2 separate regions of the Canis lupus genome follow, and region 1 is linked to region 2. The links are chromatin contacts, called in public Hi-C maps. All regions are on one chromosome and are shown on one strand. Each heading gives the region's core, a stretch centred on a gene start, on an enhancer-like site or on the middle of the called end of the contact. The rest is flanking DNA. Distances are from core to core; before and after follow the strand shown. Region 1 holds the start of TRMT10B (tRNA methyltransferase 10 homolog B). Region 2 holds the start of POLR1E (DNA-directed RNA polymerase I subunit RPA49).

Region 1 (5,411 bases), core at 988-3,487, 260 kb before region 2:
AGACCTCTTCAACTTCCTATAGTCCCTAAGGATGTTTCTCAGGAAACTGGGATACAGCAATATTGAAAATCCAGGGATCCCTGGGTGGCGCAGCGGTTTGGCGCCTGCCTTTGGCCCAGGGCGCGATCCTGGAGACCCAGGATCGAATCCCACGTCGGGCTCCCTGCATGGAGCCTGCTTCTCCCTCTGCCTGTGTCTCTGCCTCTCTCTCTCTCTCTCTCTCTCTGTGACTATCATGAATAAATAAATAAAATCTTTAAAAAAAAAAAAAAAAGAAAAGAAAATCCAATGAAGGCAATTCCAATCACTACCGGAAGAGTCTGCAATATAGCAGATTGGGCAGGGACCACATCTTCTTCATCTTTGTATCTTTAGAGGCCAGCACAAGGTCTGGCACAAAATGGAAGCTCAGTAAATATTAACTAGAAGCTTGCTACCTATTGATCCTCAGAAAACAAATGTGAAATTGGACATCACAGATATCATCTGTGTGAGATGTTATCTATGGCCAGTTTTAGCATTTCATTTTTTCATTAAAAAGTGTTTTCTGGGGTCACCTGGGCAGCTCAGTGGTTGAACGTCTGTCTTTGGCTCAGGGCGTGATCCTGGGGTCCCGGATTGAGTCCTGCATAGGCCTCCCTGCGAGGAGCCTGCTTCCCCCCCTGCCTATGTCTCTGTCCCTCATGAATAAATAAATACAATCTTTTAAAAAAAAAAAAAAAAGGTGTTTTCTGGCGTCGCCTGGGGGAATCAGTCGGTTGAGCATCCGACTCTTGATTTCAGCTCAGGTCATGGTCTTAGGGTCATGGGATTGGGCCCCGTGTCAGGCGTGGCATTCCACTTGGAGTCTACTGGAGATTCTCTTCCTCTGCCCCTCTCCCATGCTCTCGCTCTTTCTTTCTCTAAAACAAATAAATAAATCTTACAAAAAAGAAAAAAGATGTTTTCTGAGCCTCTGTTACAGTCCAGTACTGAGTATTGGAGTTTCTCAATTAGTTACTAATCCTGTAACAGTTAATAAGCACCCAACATAACAGTGCATGCTGAGGATTTGAGAATGATGTCCATTCTGCCTTCACAGGGCTCCAATTATCTGACTCAGCCTTGCATCATGGATGGTCTGTTTCCCCACTACATTATAAGCTCTTCCAGGGAAGAGACGATAAAGAATTCAGGTGCACACACTCAGTGACCAGTACTGAGCCTTGCAGAATGAAAAGCATCATCTTAAATGTTTGATAATTATGTTACCCTTCTGCTCACAATTATGCAGTGTTTTCCATTTCACTTATATACATAACTGAAATCCTTACAATGGCCTATACTGATCATTAAGGTCTGCCTCCCCCCCCCCCCCCCCCCCCCCCGCCCCCAATCAAGTGTCCTCTGCACTTTCTGGTCTAATTGCTGCTCCTAACATACCAAGGATAGTCTCACCTCAGGGCTGTGCACTTGCTCTCATTTCTACCTCCAGTGCTCTTCCCCTAGATAACTATATGACTACCTGCCTCATTTTATTCTGATTTTCATTATCTGACATGTTTTACTTACTTTTTATCTGAATTTCTCCATGTCTATCATGTAAGCAGATGTTCTGTTTGCCTTGTCCACTACCCTGTATGCCTACAAAAAGGCTTGGTACATAACAGACGCTCAATAAATACTTGCTGACTTGATCAATTCCCCACCCCACTCCCCATCTCTGAGTTGGCCTCAGATCTTTCCTCACCCAAGTCCCACCTGATGAGCATATCCCTGGACGCTAAGTGATGGGCCAGCCTCTGTTTGCACGCTTTTCTCATTTTCTAAAATTTAGTTCACGGAAGCTGGCTCCAGTCCTCTGGCACCTTCAGCACTAGAGCACCCAGACCCCCGACCCGAGAGTACCCCACCTGTGGGCCCCGCCTCTCCTACAGGCTGCTAGTGTGAGGGGAGGCGGCAAGGGAAAGCACCAAGAAGGTGGAGGACACGAGGCCACAAGACTGTCGAGAGGACCTTCCCGGTGACTGTGCCGCCCACGCACGAGGTGGCAGTCCCAAACCAGACCCCTCCAGCCCCAGGCCCGCCCCGCAACGAGCCCCTGGCGTACCTGAACCCCTCACCTCACGCAGCCTCCGCGGCGCACGTCAAGCCCCGCCTCCGGCCTCACTTCCGGTTCCTGCCCCCTCTCCGAATGGCATTCTGGTAGTTGTAGTTCTCACCCTGGCATCTAGCTCCAGTCCACCAGTCCACCCGCGCTGACACTAGGGTGTTGCCTATGGTTTACGCAGATATTGATTGCCTCGCCTGTCTGAGCCTGTTTCCCGGCTGTGAGATGGAGATTACAATCCCAGCCGCTCACAGACCTCACAGGGTAGCGGCAGTAACCAGGGGTTTTGAGGGCTGTCAAGAACTGGGCAATTGGGAAAGTGGGCTGCAACCAGTCTTTTTTTTTTTTTTTTTTAAGATTTTATTTGATTCACGAGAGACACATAGAGGCAGAGACACAGGCAGAGGGAGAAGCAGGCTCCCTCTGGAGAGCCGGATGCTGGACTCAATCCCAGGACCCTCCCTTCACACCCTGAGCCAAAGGCAGATGCTCAACCAGATGTTCCCTGAAACCACTCCCCCCCCCCTTTTTTTTTTTGAAACCAGTCTTGAGTCACCTTTCATTTCAAGCCTGGGGGCCTTGCCCTCCCCTGGGCTCCTCTACAAGCCACAGAACCCACCAGCTGACACAGCCTTCCCTGAGTACACAGCGGCCCTTACCACCACCTGGCTGTTCAGGCAGAGAACAGAAATATCCCAGTTTGGGGCCTTAACTAATGAGTCTAGCCTCTGGCCATTCTCCCTTACTCAATTCACCTCAGAGATCCATGGGGAAAGTGAGGCTCAGAGACATGAAGAGACTTGTCCAAGCCTTGGTCTGATAAAAATTATCAGCCACTCTTCACTCTTCCCCTTATTCCCAGGGGTCTCACCCTTTCAGAGAGACCCTAGCATGAATGAGCTGGAAATATCTCCTGCCAAAGATACTACAGCCCTGTTGGATTCCTCCTTGACCCCACACTGTTTCCCTCTCTGGACTTTCTTCCCACAGCTCCTCCAACACCTCCACCCTGTCCCTAAGCCTTCAGTTCATCCTTTATTGGCTACTACAGCAATTTTATTTTTTTTTTATTTTTTTAAGATTTTATTTATTTATTTATGAGAGACACAGAGAGAGAGAGAGGGGCGGGGGGTGGGGAGGGCAGAGACAGGCAGAGGGAGAAGCAGGCTCCATGCAGGGAGCCTGACGCGGAACTTGATTCCGGATCTCAAGGATCAGGCCCTGGGCTGAAGGTAGCGCTAAACCGCTGAGCCACCTGGGCTGCCCCTACAGCAATTTTTAAATGCTAAAAGTAAACATTCTTTATCTCCCAGAAGGCTTTTCCTAAAACCCAGCTATAACACCTCTTCTCTGCTCAGAAGCTGGTCCTGGATTTCACTCAGCTGGGCTTGGGAAGTGGCTCAGATGGTCTTCAGTGGCTCCCATCACACCTACTGGTCCCTGCACTTTGCACTCCCTGCCACTGCTCTTGTATCTCTTCTTGCCCCTTCCACCCTTCACCGCCACCCCCCAAATCCCACCACGCAGTGGACATCTGTTTTCCAGATGATTGTGTCTCCTCTGTTCCAAATCCTAGTGGCTTCCCACTGTACTTGGATATAAAGTCTAACTTTCCCAAAGCCTTCCTGGACTGGTTCCTGACTGCTCCACCAATCTCATCTATCACTCTTCCTCTGGCTTGCTGTGGTCCAGTCACACCTGGCTTCTTGAAATGCTTCAAGTATACCAAAGATTTGCACGTACTGTTCCCTTTCCTCTCACTTTTTCTATGGCTGGCTCCTTCTTGTCCTTTAGGCTTCAGCTTAAACCTTCCATCTTCAGAGAGGTCTTCACTGATCACCCAGGTAAGATTGGCTCATCCTATCAACATCTTGGCACTCTTTGTTTCTGTATATCACCTGTCAGTAATCTTTTTTTTTTCCTGTGTCTTTCCTACTAATTTTAAGTTCCTGAGGGAACATCTATCATGTTGATGGTTTGGTTCCCAATGTCACTGCATGGTTTGATGATAGAATCACCAAATGAGTGATTTTTCTCCTTTCTTAACACATCCCAAACTTACCCTCCTATCTGCCAAGTCCAGGACAGGATACTCAGTAGCTACTCCATAAATACTTCTTGACATAGTAGTTCTCATTAATGCTGCCTCCTACAGGAAGACTTCCACAATCACTACTCTGTCCACAACTCCAAAATGACTTCTCTTCTTTGAGCTCTCACAGCATCTTATATGTCCTCTTTCATTGTCCTGAGCCGACAGTGCCTTATATTATAGGTCTCTACCTTTACATGTCATCCTATCTCTTAGACTAGGAGCTCTTGAAGACAGGATTCTCATCCAATTATTTACATCTGTAATCCTGCATCAGGCATCACCTGTGATGGGTGTAACAAATGTTTTTATAAAGAAATAGATCAGCCAATGTGATGGTGAGTGGGAAAAGGATAGAGAAGTGCAAATGTCTGCTAGTTTCTTAGTCATTAAACACGACTCTTGCACTGCATCACATTCTACGTATTTCATCTAGGGGCCTATGTATCTCAAAGTGCTAAACAGGACCACCCCCACCCCACCCTTCATTTTAGCCTCTCAACAATGAGGGATTTCCCAGAACTTCTGGAACTTAGTACTCCTCAGGGGAACTGCAGAGTAAACTACCAACTCCATACAGTAGCAACCCAAGAAAGTTAATGGATTTGAGGGGAGAGCAAGTGAAGAAAGACAGAAATAAACATTTGAGTACCTATGCCAGAGGCTTCACAGTCTTCCTGCCTTCATGATTATTTCTCACAATAACACTGAATGTGTATTACATAACGATCTCTAGTTCAGGATATTGTCCCATTGATAAGAAAATGTATTCAATGTATCTAAATAAGGCATCTGGCACACTGTAGGCCCTCATTAAATGAGACTAGTAATAGTTCCTTTTGTCCATTGGAGAAACTGAGGCCCAGAGCAGTGCCTATAATAACACTATCAGGATTCAAGCCTTGGTTGAGTTGAAGTCCTGAGCTCTTTAACTTGTGAACCTATAAATCATGTCCATGTAAATAAGTTGCATAGCTTTTCAGAGCTTTCTGCTGGTAAAAGTGTTCAAGTCCTGTTTAATTAACATCATACAATTTTTATTATTTCAGTGTACTATTGTTCCTATTTTTCATGGCCACAAAGTCACTTCAAATCTATGTTCAAGGGCCTTATTTAAATGTTATTCAAAATATTGTGTGAAAAGAAATAGGCCTCTAAGAAAATTCATCTTTTCCTGGCACGAGTACTGGTTAACTGGTTAGTTAACAAGTAACTGGTAACAAGGGGTGA
Region 2 (5,045 bases), core at 943-3,442:
TTGCCCCCGACTCCTAAAATAAAGACCGAAAACAACAGTGCCAGGCTCACCACCACTATCCTCCCCTTGTTGTCCCTTCCCCAACCCCTACCTGCACAAAGTGTTGCATTTGAGGGCTCCAGTCCCGAAATTGTTTCCCACGTAGGAAAGTCTGTCTGTTTCAGCTGCCTAAAATGTAAAGTGAAAAAGCACCACCACAACCAATGTTGAGAGGTATCAAGCATATTGTCTCCCTTTCCCACATTTGCAAAAGCTTTAGAATCCAAACCACAGTGGATCAGAACTAGAGAGCCTCTGGGAGGTGATCCAGCCCCACTCTCCAAGTGAATCTGGGTGTCTCTGGGAGAAAGGCAAGAGGACTTTTGAAAGGGAAGCCCCATATAGTGCTGGCTTCTAGCTGGTCTGAAAAGTGCTCAGGGGAGCTATACCACAGGACTTGGGAGAGAGCTCCTGGGCTAGCACTTAGAGGCATGCAACAAAATGGTTCTGCCAGCAACCTCCTGGGCCCAAAGTCCAAGCCTTCCTGAACTTCTTTGTCCATCTCTCCCATGGCTGCTGCTTATATGCTGGCAGGACTATGGAGACAGCTAATTCACTCCTCAATCACAGCCAAGCTTTCCTGCTTCCCTATGTTTGTCCCTGCTCTCCTTTTCACTTGGAATAGGGAACCTCAGCTGTCAAACCGTCCTCCAGTCTTCAGAGCTTAGCTGCTATGTGTCCTCCCCCAGGAAGGCCTTCTGACAAGCAGAGACTTCCTGAGCTCAAATGAACTCGTTCCAGGCTCAGAGCTTGCAGGCTTGTGTGAGTTACTGAACTCAAAACCAGTTCTCACCTTTCGAAAGCAGTTGTTCTCACCCAGCAAATCACCCTTGGTTGGGGGGGGGTGAGGGGGCGTGAGGGACACCTCTGGGAATTCTGGGTGTCACAAAGAGGAGGTGCTACTGGTATCTAGTGGTTAGAGACCAGGGAAGCTGAACATCCCGCAATGCACAGGTCTGGCCCACAACACAGAATTATCTGGATCAAAATGTCAATAGTGCCAAGACTGAGCAACCCTGCTCTAGAGTAGGAGCTCCCCCAGGGTGGAGCCAAGTCCCATTTCGCTATTTCCCGTGCAGCTTACAGCACAGCCACGGTGGGTGCTCAATAAAAGCTTGCTGAATGAATAGATCAATGAAAGGTCATCACTTCACCAAAAGTACATAACTGAATGAATGGAGCCTGTCCCCACACCCCAACCTGCTGGGACTCACGGTTCTCCCAAGGCTCATTTGCTATCTCTTTTCTCCTCTCCCTCCCTCCCACATCCACCCACACCCAAGCGCCTCCAAGACCTTCAGAAATCTGCAGAGTGGAGGCAGCTGGCCCCCGCAGCACTTACCAGAATCCGCTGACTCCTCTTCCTGGGGTTTGTGGAGTCATTGCTCTTGTACAAAGTAAAACGCACGTTGCCTGGATTCTGCAGCTTCCCGTTGGAGAACTGCACTGTAAGATTGCAGCGCAAAAATGAGATGAGTAGAAGGACCCACAGTGTGTATGGTGGGGAGGAACCGGACTGTTCGTTGGGAGAGAGCGTCTGAAGGCATGGGAGTGGTAAGGAAGCCCAGGCCTGAAGGGGGGCCTGAAGGAGGTCCCTGCCGGTCGGGAAGAGGAGACCGGGAGGTGAGGGCAGTGCTGGCGAAGGGCCGCGACGGAAGGAGATGACCAGGGTTAAACAGCTGAAGCCTAGCCCAGACCGTGGAGAAAAGGATACGGGGCAGGTGTGAGTGCGTGACGGGGTGACTGGGAGAGCCCTGAGGAGGAGGCTGCCTGGGATGTCCCCATCCAGGTGGTGACAGAGAGATGGGGGGTGACCAAGTCCCAAGCAGTGCCGGAGGCTAGAGGGCGTCTTGGCCCAGCCGGGAAAGGGGTCCGGCAGGGGCAGGAGGGCTGCAGAAGCACCCAGACGGGAGCGGAGGGAGCTGTGCGGGACTCGGCTCCGGCTCCGCGGTCTTTACCCAGTACGGCTCTCTGGCTCTCGTCGGGCTGCCCACAGTATAGCCACCGCGCACTCGGCAACACCTCCGCCGCCATCTCCCGGTCCGGCCGCCAAGGCTAAGGACCCGGATAGACTCGGCCCGGAGCGCCTTAGCGGTCCACACGCGGCGGCAGAACCGCGGGGCGGAAGAGGCGTGGCCTCCTCGGCCCCGCCCCGCCCCGCGCGTGCGCACACGGCGCGGCCCCGCCCCCGCCGCGCTCCCCCGCCCACTCTTCGCCCCGCCCCGCCGCATGGAGAGGCGGGGACTCTCTCTGCCAACCCTGGGGGCCCCAGGCCTCTGCCCCGCTGGCCTCCCGGGGGCGCCGCGCTCGCCTACGCGTTGAGGGTTGTGGGGGATCAGGCGACTTAGCAGAGCGGAAGGGCCAAAGCCGGACCCTTTGAGCGTGGATTCAAAGGCAGGTATCTTTGAGGGCAAGAACTCAGGTGGCCTCATCTGTTACCCAGGTCGCCTTCGAGTCTCAACAAAGTACGTCACCAATTGTCCCAGTAAAGTGTTTACAGCAGAAAGAACCTGTCCGAAAACACAGGTTGCATTTACTCAACGGTCTTTAGTTTCCTTCAACCCAGAACAGTTCCTCATTTGCAGTTCCTGCAAATTTTAAAGATTACAGGCCAGTTGTTCTGTAGAATGTCCCTCAATCTGGATTTGTCTAATGTTTCCAAATGACTAGTTTCAGGTTATGCGTGCGCCTTTGGCAGGGCTATCACGGATACGATGCTCACTGTATCCTATTAGGTGGCCCACAATTTCTCTTTGTCCGATTACTGATAACTTTGACCACTTCAACCAGTTAGAGGTTTCCCTGCTGTAAAATTACTCTCTTTGCTTTGTAATTTCCCTTTGTACCTGACTCTTATTTTGTGAGTGGGTATTGAGAAACTAATTTCCTGTTCATCGCACTACCAATTTATTCATTTATTTATATCAGTCTGGACTTGTAGATTCCTATTTTATTCAATAGATTAGAATCTACTATCACCTATTTTCAAGTTCTAGTTTTATCAGATCGGGCCAGTGGAAACCCCGTTAAGTTGGTTTCTGGGTTCTTTTTACATGTCCACATCATTTTTTTGAACGTGTCCTTACTTTCTGGCACAAGATATTTCAATTTGTCATGTAGTTTCCCTGCCCCAGCCCTGGAATCACCCATTTCTCCAAGGAGTTCTGGTTTCTTTTGGTAGGAAACAGTATTCAGAAACTAAGATCTCTGTAGTAGGTATGGACTGCTTGGGGGATGTCACAGCTCCCAGGCCTGAATGAACTGACTTAGGGATTATATGTAAGTAAACACACTTTCACAACTAACAGTAAGTTTCTAAAACTTAGAATTTCTAGATCCATATATATTGAAAACCATGAGATCATAGTGACTTCTAATTCCAATTCAGCACCACAGAGTTTATTCTGATTTTCCTTCCTCCCATATTTGTAACTTCCTTCTCTGACAGTGAGAAACCTGGGTTCCATTAGTTAATATATTACTTATTTGATCAGTCCTCCTTTAACACATCTCCCATCACTATCACCACCACCATCACCTGACATGGGGGTGATTATTAGCCCGTTCAGGCTCTAACACCTTAAACCAAGTTCTGACCACTACATGGATACTGTATTAGAGTTCTCCAGAGAAGCAGAACCAGTAGGATATCTCTATCTATATATATATTTAGAGAGAGAGAGGTTTATTAATATGAATAATTGGTTCACACAATTATGAAGGCTGAGAAGCTCCACAGTTTGCCATGTGTACACCAGTAGGAAAGCTGGTGGTGTAAGTCTGAGGGCCTGAGAACTAAGGAACCCTGCCAGTGGTTTAATTTCAAGCGCAATGATCAGAGAAGATGAGACAAGATGTTCCAACTCACAAATGAGGCAAGAAAAAAACCGAAAACACTCCTTCTTCCTCCACCTTTTGTTCTATTCAGAACGTCAAGAGATTGGATGATGTCACCCACACTGGTGAGGGCAGTCTACTTTACGGAGTCCACTAATTAAATTAAAATGGTAATATCCAGAAATACTCTCATAAACACACATAGAAATAATGTTTAATCTGGCACCTAGAAGCCAGTCAAGTTGACACATAAAATTAACTATCGCAGATGCCCTCCTTATCCTGTTTAGACTCTGACAACCCTCACCAGGGTGTCCCCCTGCCCAGATGCCCTTCTCACCTTGATTGGGCTCAGAAAGTCTGTACCAGGCCACACTTTCCGCTTGGATAACCTTCTCATCTTGCTTGGCTCCAGTACCCCTGCTCTAGACCACTGCAGGCTCCCCTGTACCTCTGAGGGGAAAGCTACTTTGCTTGATCACTGAATGGCTTTTGGATTGAGTTGTTCAGGAAGAGAAAAGGAAAAAAGGTAAGGGGGAAGGAGCTTAATTGCCTAATTATTTACCTGTCTCCCCTATTGGATACAAACTTACTTGAGGCTAACAATAAAGTTGGGGGTTTAGCAATAAACGGATTTGTGGATTATTTATTTATTTATTTATTTATTTATTTATTTATTTATTTATTTAAGAAACAGAGATAGCACATAAGCAGGAAGGGCTGGGAGAGGGAGCGAGAACCTCAAGTGGACTCAGAGCTGAGTACAGAGCTGGGCATGGGGCTCAATCCCACAACCCTGAGATCATAACCTAAGCCGAAACCAAGAATCAGATGCCCAACCAACTGTGCCACCCAAGCATCCCAATTTATATATTGTTTTGTGCATCTCTAGCTCCCGGAACAGTACCTGGCACATAAGTAGATCCTCAATAAATATCGAATGAATGAATGACACGGCAAGGAATGAATTTGAATCATCACTAAATCCTAGGAATCCCGGGACTGGAGCTCAAAGATGCTTACTAACCGTGCTTCAAATTGACTGGCATTGGGGTTCACACAGAGTAGATTCTCTGTAAATGTTGGTTGGTTGAATGAACACATGAACAGTTAAGTCAAAGTTAAGGGGTGACAAAGAAGACAGCATGACTACAAGGAGTCAATTGTAG

Evidence for each region. Hi-C and Micro-C count contacts between places; a contact is called where the count stands out from the background.
Region 1: a contact with region 2 is called in a Hi-C map of blood, with 4 times the contacts expected there. The contact joins the promoter of TRMT10B here to the promoter of POLR1E in region 2. A contact is called at or near these places in 2 of 9 Hi-C or Micro-C datasets (amygdala and blood).

Annotation. Positions count from the first base shown.
Region 1 is chr11:54,386,244-54,391,654 of UU_Cfam_GSD_1.0, reverse strand. TRMT10B (tRNA methyltransferase 10 homolog B) reads right to left here and starts at 2,237. Exons shown (of 9, transcript XM_038552870.1): 1 at 2,090-2,237.
Region 2 is chr11:54,124,097-54,129,141 of UU_Cfam_GSD_1.0, reverse strand. POLR1E (DNA-directed RNA polymerase I subunit RPA49) reads right to left here and starts at 2,192. Exons shown (of 12, transcript XM_038552853.1): 1 at 1,998-2,192; 2 at 1,382-1,485; 3 at 92-168. The coding sequence starts at 2,073.